Linked DNA regions of Mus musculus: region 1 is linked to region 2. The links are chromatin contacts, called in public HiChIP or PLAC-seq maps. All regions are on one chromosome and are shown on one strand. The core of a region is the stretch at or near the end of the contact, and the rest is flanking DNA. Distances in the headings are between cores, read along the strand shown. Region 1 overlaps Lhfpl3 (lipoma HMGIC fusion partner-like 3). Region 2 overlaps Lhfpl3 (lipoma HMGIC fusion partner-like 3).

The links. HiChIP or PLAC-seq counts read pairs in DNA pulled down with a chosen protein or histone mark.
Region 1: an H3K27ac HiChIP or PLAC-seq map of neural progenitor cells shows a contact between it and region 2, with 9 times the contacts expected there. The contact joins two enhancer-like sites. A contact is called at or near these places in 1 of 484 Hi-C or Micro-C datasets (nephron progenitors) and 2 of 115 datasets of contacts at active chromatin or transcription factors (embryonic stem cells and neural progenitor cells).

Annotation. Positions count from the first base shown.
Region 1 is chr5:23,222,499-23,226,892 of GRCm38.p6, forward strand. The region is part of intron 2 of Lhfpl3 (lipoma HMGIC fusion partner-like 3); the gene reads left to right. Among named protein-coding and RNA genes, the nearest start is that of Gm17434, 90 kb to the right of the region's middle. Within about 2 kb of position 2,688, at least 110 of the 459 cell types and tissues checked have an H3K27ac peak or open chromatin away from gene starts, as enhancers often do. A contact at or near this core is called in neural progenitor cells, where this site is marked.
Region 2 is chr5:23,032,558-23,037,208 of GRCm38.p6, forward strand. All of the region lies in intron 1 of Lhfpl3 (lipoma HMGIC fusion partner-like 3), which reads left to right. Among named protein-coding and RNA genes, the nearest start is that of Gm17434, 280 kb to the right of the region's middle. Within about 2 kb of position 3,059, at least 18 of the 459 cell types and tissues checked have an H3K27ac peak or open chromatin away from gene starts, as enhancers often do. A contact at or near this core is called in neural progenitor cells, where this site is marked.

The sequences.
Region 1 (4,394 bases), core at 1,438-3,937, 190 kb after region 2:
CAAACATACATATGTGGAGGATAAAACCGTATGAAAGAGAAAGAACAACGGGCTTTAAGCTAGATATGAGCTGAAGCAGGCATGCACACACACACACTCATGCTATTCCTTTTGGTGTGGCTTGATTCTATACAAATCATATTTTCACTCTGAGGCTATTTAATATAGGGCAAATTGAATTTCCAGAATAAGAAATTTGATGGGAGGAGATATTTGGGCCTGACAAGAGTATATCTGGGACATTTAAAATACAGTTTGGGAGTTGGAGATACAGTCCTGTGATAAAGTGCTTGCCTGGCATGAGTAAGCCCAAGCTCAATTTCCAGGACCAAATAAAATAAAGTTTAATCCTGTCTTATCGTCTGTTCCCCACCACACACCTGCGCACCCACATGTGTGCACACCCACATGTCTTCACACCCACATGTGTGCACACCCACATGTCTTCACACCCACATGTGTGCACACCCACATGTCTTCACACCCACATGTGTGCACACACCGTACTACAGTCTGAAGCTTGAAACTTCCTCATGTCCTCAATTTCGCTGAAGTGTTAGTGTGTCTTGAAGTTGTTGAGTTGTATCTTCTGAATAATAAAAATTTTAAAATGAAGATGTTCTCATAACAGCTGACGAAACACTGCCCAGTGTTTGGGACTCAAAATATGCAGTGTTGAGACCCCCAGACCACCATTTAGACATGCAGAAAGCCAAAAGTTATTAGTGATGGATCTTTTGTTTCAAACCCCTTAATTTATAGACGATGACTGAGACCTTACGAGAGACAGTAGCCTCAAGAGGAAACAGGTTAAACTCCCATCCCCATCTTTCCCCAAAGCATCCTATCGAGAGTGGTGGGCATCAGAGCTCCCTTCTCTTGGGACAGACTTCATATACAGAGTTCCAGCACAACTTGGTAGAAATTAAAGTGAGTGAGTCTGCATCCCCAGAAAGGACTCCAGCTTTGCCGTAAGCTGGAGAAAGGTAATATGGCTCCCTACACCATGGATTGATGTAGGGACCAGCTGACTGCAAGAAGTCCTTGGGCCAAGTTTGCTCATTAATTGCTTAATTAACATTAACTTGCTCATTGGGCTTGTTGAGAGTCCGCCTCCACCTGCATTTTCCACAGGAAGTTATCGGAAAGTCAGGCTGTGCAAAAAAGTCAGGACTGCCAGGGGGCGGGGAGGAAACAAACTAGTGTTCAGTTACTAACGAAAGAACAGCAAGGCCCAAGAAGGAAAAGTACAAGTAAAAAACCTGCTTTACCTGGTCCTTCAAACTCACATAGACACGCACGTTTCAAGTCGAAGCATCTGATTTCTTCATGCAGTACGGAAACATTTCAGGAAATGCCCAGATAGGCTGGCGTCCGTTTCCCAGGAGGCTGCTCATTAGCTGAGCGCTGGAACCCGGCAGGTGAACGCCACCGTCTCTCTTTTCCAGGATGTTTTTTTAAGATTTATTTATTTATTTGATTTATGTATGTAAGTACACACATCTTCAGACACACCAGAGGAGGGCATCAGATCCCACTGCAGATGGTTGTGAGGCACCCTGTGGTTGCTGGGAACTGAACTCAGGACCTCTGGAGGAGCAGTGAGACATCTCTATGATCGATGAGACATCTCTCCAGTTCCCCTATAGTGTGTTCTTAAAGAGACCAGAAACCCTGCAACAGAAAATAATCTAAAAGCCAAACAGGCAATCATAGAAACACACATGTCAGTATCCACCTCAATTCTGCCTTCATGTGCACACAATTATGAAATCCAGATGTTGGCTAAATATGCATGGTCCTTCTCATGGGCTGTCTTTTTCCATAGCAAATGCACGGCACCTTTGGGCAAACTTTTGTAGAGGACAAAGAATCATAACTGAATTTAGCATTCTGGCCCATTTGAGTTTTTTATTTAATTTATTTATTTTTATGTTATGTGCATTTGGTGTTTTGACTACCTGTCTGTGGGAGGGTGTCAGATCCCCTGGAGCTAGAGTCACAGACAGTTGTGAGCTGCCATGTGGTTGCTGGGAATTAGAAAAGTAGGCAGTGCTCTTGACCACTGAGCATCTCTGCAGCCCCCATGTTGAGCTTTAAATGTAATTTTTTTTTCCAAAATAGTCTGCAGGAACCTTCCATGAGTCGCACAGTGACTGGGACTGGGAGGAGCAGACCAGACATGGACTGTCACAGAGTTAATTTGGTGTGTACATCTTAGGTTCAGAGGCCACTGGGTAAATACAGCAAAACAAAAAACTGTGAGCCAGGAAAGCATTGCCATGATGGATTTCAGCTCCACAGTTTTAGCCAAGCAGAGGCAGAGGAGCGATCCATCCGTCAGGGAAGTGTGCAGTGACTTTTAAAGCTGCCCTGTCCCTGAAGACTGACAGACACACCCTGTTACGTGGAGAGGATAGCGACTAGAACTTGGAGAAATGATCTACCAGTCTTTTCTTAGCCACAATCAATGTCCTAGCGTTACTAGTTCTCCACATAGGACAGCTGTGACACTGTCCGAAAAAGGAAAATGGCCCCTTCAGGAAGCCTTGCAAGGCCATTCGTCCCACTGAGGACGACTCCTTGCTTAATCCTTCTTTAACCAGAGAGCTCCCTGAACAAATCAATCAAGCCAGCTATGAGTTAGGCAGAGATGGCTTCTCCCCCACCACACACCCATCCCTCACCCCCACACCCACCGCCCCTGCCCAGCCACCCCCAAGGCTTGTTCCAAATCCGTCCTAAACAGCCGAGGACTAAGAAAATCGCTGTCCTAGTGAGACCTCAAGTGGAGAAACTGAGAACTGCAGGTGAGGAAAGGTGGGTTAAAAAAAAAAAAAAAAAAAAGGAATGGGGGGTGGGGGGAAGGAGGAAAGATGAGCTCCTGTGAGAACCACTGGCTCAGCCTGAAATTCTTCCTAGATGGAAGAAAGGGGGCACTGCGGCTGAGGGCTGAGACCACTGAAATGTCAGCCAGATGAAAGGGCTTGGTGAGTTTTCACCATGTGACTATGCAGCCTCGTTTCAGAAATGGATCCTCTAAAGTTAATCCATGCCACAGGGAAATCTGCCCAATTTCGCATTTACAGTTACTCCAGAAAAATTCCAGAACCTATGGAAGGCTCTAGATTCGTCCAGTTCTTTTTTTTTTTTTTTTTCCGTCTTTTTAGGGGAGGCCTGAAAACAAACTGAGCCTTCAAGATTCAAAAGAGGCAGCCCATAGAACGTGGGTGTCAGCATGCTAGAGAGTCCTGAGGTCGCCTGGTGCCTGGGCGCCAATACAGGGCCCACTCTTGCCCTTCCACACTGACAGGCGCTGGTCCTGGGGACTTCCCGGGAAGAGTAAGTAGGTTGTCCCTGACTGACAGAAAACTTAATTGTTTTAATTGTTTTCCAAATGCAGCCTCCAGAAGAGTGACACTCTCATCTGGAAGCTTGTCTGAAATGTAAATTATTGAGCTTCGGATCTAGGAATTAAACACTCTAGCAGTAGGTCCCAAATGCTGGCCTACTGACAGTTGAGGCCTCTGATTTTGAGATCCACTGCCACGCAATGATTTGCAAATGTCCAAGGCAGAAGATTGCAACTCTCTATTTATTTCAAAAGTGGTTTCTGGCTCCACCCCTACAGACACATAGCAGCTCAGCAGAGAGCAGCGGGAAAATTGTAAGTTTCGGACAAGAAGGAAACCCACAAGCTTCCATTTAGCAAACTTTACTCTGGAGAAAAGGAGCTTTCTCCTCAGTGGTTAGCCTTCTCTCTGAAGTTGGAAATGAACATTATTTTAACTTCTTACCAGGCCTGAAAGAATCTGTTAAGTATCCAGGTTTTCCCTTTGAAAAATTAACCCTTGCAACCCCTGTAGGGGAAATCACAGTGACATGTGTCTCTGAGGTAAAATTTTAATAATAATGATATATCATTTTTTAAAAGATGTGCACTGCTGGGCAAGCAAGCCTGGGATTTCCAGACAGATCCCAGCTCCCAGAGAGTCTGTCTCTCCTGAGAGATACTGAGAAACGTCATAGGCTGGAGGTCTGGCCCCATGTGTAGCAGAGTTGTAGCAGAACCCTTGCATCTGGCAGGAACCTGGAGGGATGGCACCTCAGCTTTGAAGTGGCCTTTTATCAGTGATTGTTAGCTGAGACTTTGCAGGGTTAATCCTTTTGAAGGATTCTCAGAGCCTTTGCATTACTTAGTCCAGAAACACGCTTGGCAAACCAGGAAGTCTAGCTTACCGGGAAGAACTGCATATGTGTCTGTCAAGACAACTCTCAGATCAGATAAGGAGTTTTGCTGTGTGGAAATTGACTTGCTGAAGGAGCTCCTAGGAAGCTATCAATGTTCAGTCCTTCAGAGGCGGCTGCTCCCTGTTGCTGAGAAGGCTAAATCC
Region 2 (4,651 bases), core at 1,809-4,308:
GATGCTGGAGACCCCATAGATATGGCCCCCCATGGAAGAGGCTCACCAATAGACAGGGTCCATGTGGAGCAAGAGTACAAGGAACGGGCTGGTGAGATGGCTCAGTGGGTAAGAGCACCCAACTGCTCTTCCGAAGGTCTGAAGTTCAAATCCCAGCAACCACATGGTGGCTCACAACCATCTGTAACAAGATCTGATGCCCTCTTCTGGAGTGTCTGAAGACAGCTACAGTGTACTTACATATAATAAATAAATAAATCTTTAAAAAAAAAAAAAGAGTACAAGGAACAAACGCTCCTCCATGCTTCCTCTTCCTTAGCAGATAGTCCTGTCTAGGAGAGCCCACTAATTCCCAGCTTACTAGGTCTGCAAGCATTTTACACAGTGAAAACAATGACCATGGCTATCGCTAAACAAAATTAAAGTAGCCCATTGCAGTTAATGAAGTGAGGCTGAAAGCATTGCTTCTAGTACTCCTCAGCACTAGGGCCTGTGAGCTTCGGAAAGACTTACAGCCTGGTGAAGAAAAATGTTCATGCTACAAGCTACTGGCTGGCCACCATTTACTTTCATTTAAAAAATAAAAATAAAACAGTTTGGTGAGTAGATACTCAAACAGGTAAGAACTGAATGGCACACTGGAATCCTGGAGGTATGCAAAAGAGACCAATGGCAGGAGAAAGGAAAGAGCTTGTAAAAATGAAAACAGGTGACCACGGAGAGTGTTTTGAAGATTCTATGGAACACCACAGTAGAATCTGTCAAATGAATGATTCATGTTATCAGGGAGTAGTTTGGCTTAAAAAAAAATCAGACTTCTCAGTGACTTGATTCAGTGTGAGTCTGCCTCCATCTTAAAGGACTTTTAAGAGTATCAGTAACCATCTTCATGTGACATCAGGGTCACTTCATAGTGAAGCAGTGGGGCAAGGGAGCAGCCACCACAAAAATAAGCCAGACTGCATAGCCCAGCAGGGGCTGTGGAATGAGTGAATTTGGAGCAAGCCATAGAGAGGAGTTATCAGATCTTTGAATAGTGGATGCAGGCTGCAGTTTAATGGACCTGCTGAGAAGCATGATCCGTGGTGACGTGATTTCTTTCCATGACCTCAAACTTCAAGCTTCATCGAGCTCAAAACCTGGTAGACATTTGACAAAGATTTGATTGCCTGGGATGCTTTCTGCTGGGATTTTGAGATGAAGAACTTTAAGAATAGAATAGCTGCCAGAGCTCGCTCGCTCTGATCTGTGTGAACCCAAGGTGCTCAAAGGATTAACAAGGCTCCATCCCTCACCCCAGAACCATGACTGTATTCAGCCCCCATTCCCAGGGGCCTTTGCACCTGCTCCATGGTACATCTGTGCCTGGCAGTGAATCAAATCCTCATCTTGGCCCTTGCCCTTGGCTTGCCGAGTACAAAGGAAAGTGGGGTGGGTGCCTCTTTTGTTTTCCATGCAGGCGTGGTTGAGTTTCTGAGAGCTCCAGCAACATAATTATTTTACAGGCATATACAGAAGAGGTGGACTGACTTGAGTCAGGTATTCGTTGGCATGTTTGTCTCCCGAGTCTGTGTTATAATGATACATTTGTGGGTTCACAGTCTATCCTAGCCTATATGATCACTATGATCTTGCCCATGAAGCACATGCAAAAGAACATTCTAGAGTACCTCTGGCCCTCATTAGTGGTGAGCTAGGAAAAGTGAGTATCCCATCGGAGCCTCGAGTTGTTGATTTATAAGATGGTTCTTATTCTAGACTCAAAAGTTGTTGTGAGGATTAATGATATCATATATGTAAAGTACAGAGCATGGTATAGAGCATCAGTGGATGCTGGCTATCTATATTCACCCATAAGACTTACAAGTTTTTGTAAGATATGGAGGAAGAGGGAAAATCTGCATGTCTAAGCGTCTGAGTGTGTAAGATGACTACTAGCTTACTAGAGGAAGGAACATTCAATAGGGAAAAAAGACTGGGACAGAAATTGGTGTCAGTGACCACACACCCAGTAGGAGGCCCAGGAGGGACCACAAAACCAATGTCTAAAGCCAGAGACTGCTCCTAAAGTTTTCCTCTGAAATGCTGGATAGTAAATATTCTAGGCCACCATACACAATCTTTTGTATTATCTTTTTATTCTCTTATCTGCCCTTTGAAAATGTACACATTATACCAGCAAGATGATTCAACCATCAAAACACTCTTCACACAAGTAAGAGGTCTGTGGTTCAGAACCCCAGAACCCACGCTTGTGCCCAGCGGGGAATTATATGTCTATAATTCCAGGCTCATGAAGCAAAGGCAGGGGGTCATTAAAGTGACTAGCAGTATGTCTGATAAGTAACCCTGACTCAAAGAATAAGGTTGAAGAGCTGTTAGGGAAGATTCCTGACATAACTCGTACTTGCTCTCGCTCTCTCTCTCCCTCTAGCTCTCGCTCTCTCCCTTCCCCTCCCCCTATCTCCCCCTTCCCCTCCCCCTCTCTCCCTCTTCCCCTCCCCACCTCTTTCACACACACACACACACACACACACACACCTATGCACATGTACAAACTATACATACACATCTGCCCCTACACATGTAAATACACACACACACACACACACACACACACACACAAAGGGGGTGGGTAAGAACTATTAGACAGAGTAAAAATTCCAGCACCTGGGAAACTGAGGCAGGAAGATTGCTGTTGAGTGTGAGACTAGCCAAGACTATCATGGGATAGCCTGCCCAAAGATCATTACTAGCCTATGGATTGGCCCTTACCAAGAAAGGCTACAACTGCCTTTAATATCTTCCCTTTGCCCATCTCAGATCTAAAATGGTTTAAAACAATGTATTTATGGGGCTTACCCTTCAAATCCCTCAGACTAGCACAGAACACTTGACATTCCACCTGCCTATGAGGATTTCTCAGAACGTTTGCCCATGAAAGTTCACCCCCTCCTTTCAGCCAAGAAAGGGAAATTACAGCCTCATCGACTAGATGCAGAACTAATTTGTTGCTTGGCATTGCCCCAAGTCCACAGGCCTGATTCATTCTGTCAAGCTGTGTGCCAGCAGTCTCTATTCAGAGCCAGGTGATGCTGCCTCTCTGGAGACAGCGCTTCTTTGCCCACTACTTAAGCTTAATTGGGAGCAACTTCCTGCATGACAATGCTCACATTAAAAATACCTTAGGATGGCACCTAAGGTCTGCCCATTCCCTTTGTGCCAAGAAACTCCTGACTTGCATCCAAACAGAAACCACGAGTATGCAGCCTCAGGTCCTCTCGGATTGCCATTCCTCGTGCGCTGTAGTTAGTGGGCCTCTTACTCAGTGACAGTGTTTAAGAATGGATCTGGGAAGCAGGAGTGCATTGGGCCTTTTCTTCAGCGTGGTAGCACTGGGGGGACACCTGGTGTCTCCCAGATCATGAAAATGTCCAGATTTGTTGTTGTTGTTGTTGGTTTTTTTGGGGGGGGGGCGGGGGTTGGGGGTTGGTTTTTTTTTTTATTTTTACTTTTTTGTTTGAAATATGCAGACATGGTTCGAGGACTAGAGGGGTCTGAGTAGCCTGGCATGAGCAAATGACTTTTTAAAATCAGGATCCTCTGAAATGAGCTTCCCAGGGATGGAAAGCAGTGTCTTATAAAAAGTATTGTGGTCTGAATGAGAATGTGCCTTGTAGGCTCAAATATTGGATGATGTGGTCCCCAGTTAGTGGAACTGTTTGGAGAAAATTGGGCCGCTTTGGAGGAGATGTGTCACTGGGAGCGGGCTGTGAGATTTCAAAAGCCCAGACCATTCCCAGTTAGTGCTCTCTCCCAGCTAGTGTGTCAAGATGTGAGCTCTTAGCTAGGGTTCCAGAACCATGCCTGCCCTTCTGCTGCCATGCTTCTCACCATGATGGTCATGGACTCTAGCCCTCTGAAACTGTAACCTGGGATAAACACTTTCTTTTATAGGTTACCTTGGTCAGGATGTCTTGTCACAGCAATGGAAAAGTAACTAAGGCAGAGGGGTCAGCCTGGGTTGGAAATTGGACTTGTATCTGTACCCCTGTGTCACACCTGTTTGACTTTGGGCAAGTCAGCTGACTTCTCCAAAGTTCAGCTTCTCATCTGTGGTGTAAAGAGAGCTGTGTCTGCCTGCCTTGTGAGCTATGAAGGTATCCCATATACTCATAACCTTCTGAATGAGGTTCTTGGCACCCATAAGCATTTAGTATATGTATAATATATAATCATATATATGTAATGTATTTTATATAATAAATATGTATAATATATAATAAATATAGTAAATATATAATCATATATATATATATATGTATGATTATAGAATCTCATTCCAGAAAATAGAAAAAGAAGTGAGGTAACATTTATGTCTAGTGGTTTGGATATCTCTCTGCCTGGAAATGATTTTTCTTAAAGTCCCCTCTGTTCTGATTCTATAAGCATCTAACTTCCAATCATACGCTCCCTTACCCTACCAGCCCTTACAGGCCAGATTACAATGTAAGTAAAGCTAAGGAAACCTTACAGTGTGTGTGTGTGTGTGTGTGTGTGTGTGTGTGTAAGTACAAATTGTTTACAAATGGCACATTTTCTACATCAGAATCTTGTTACAGCTGCTTCCAGCACTTCCCTTTCCCTTCCA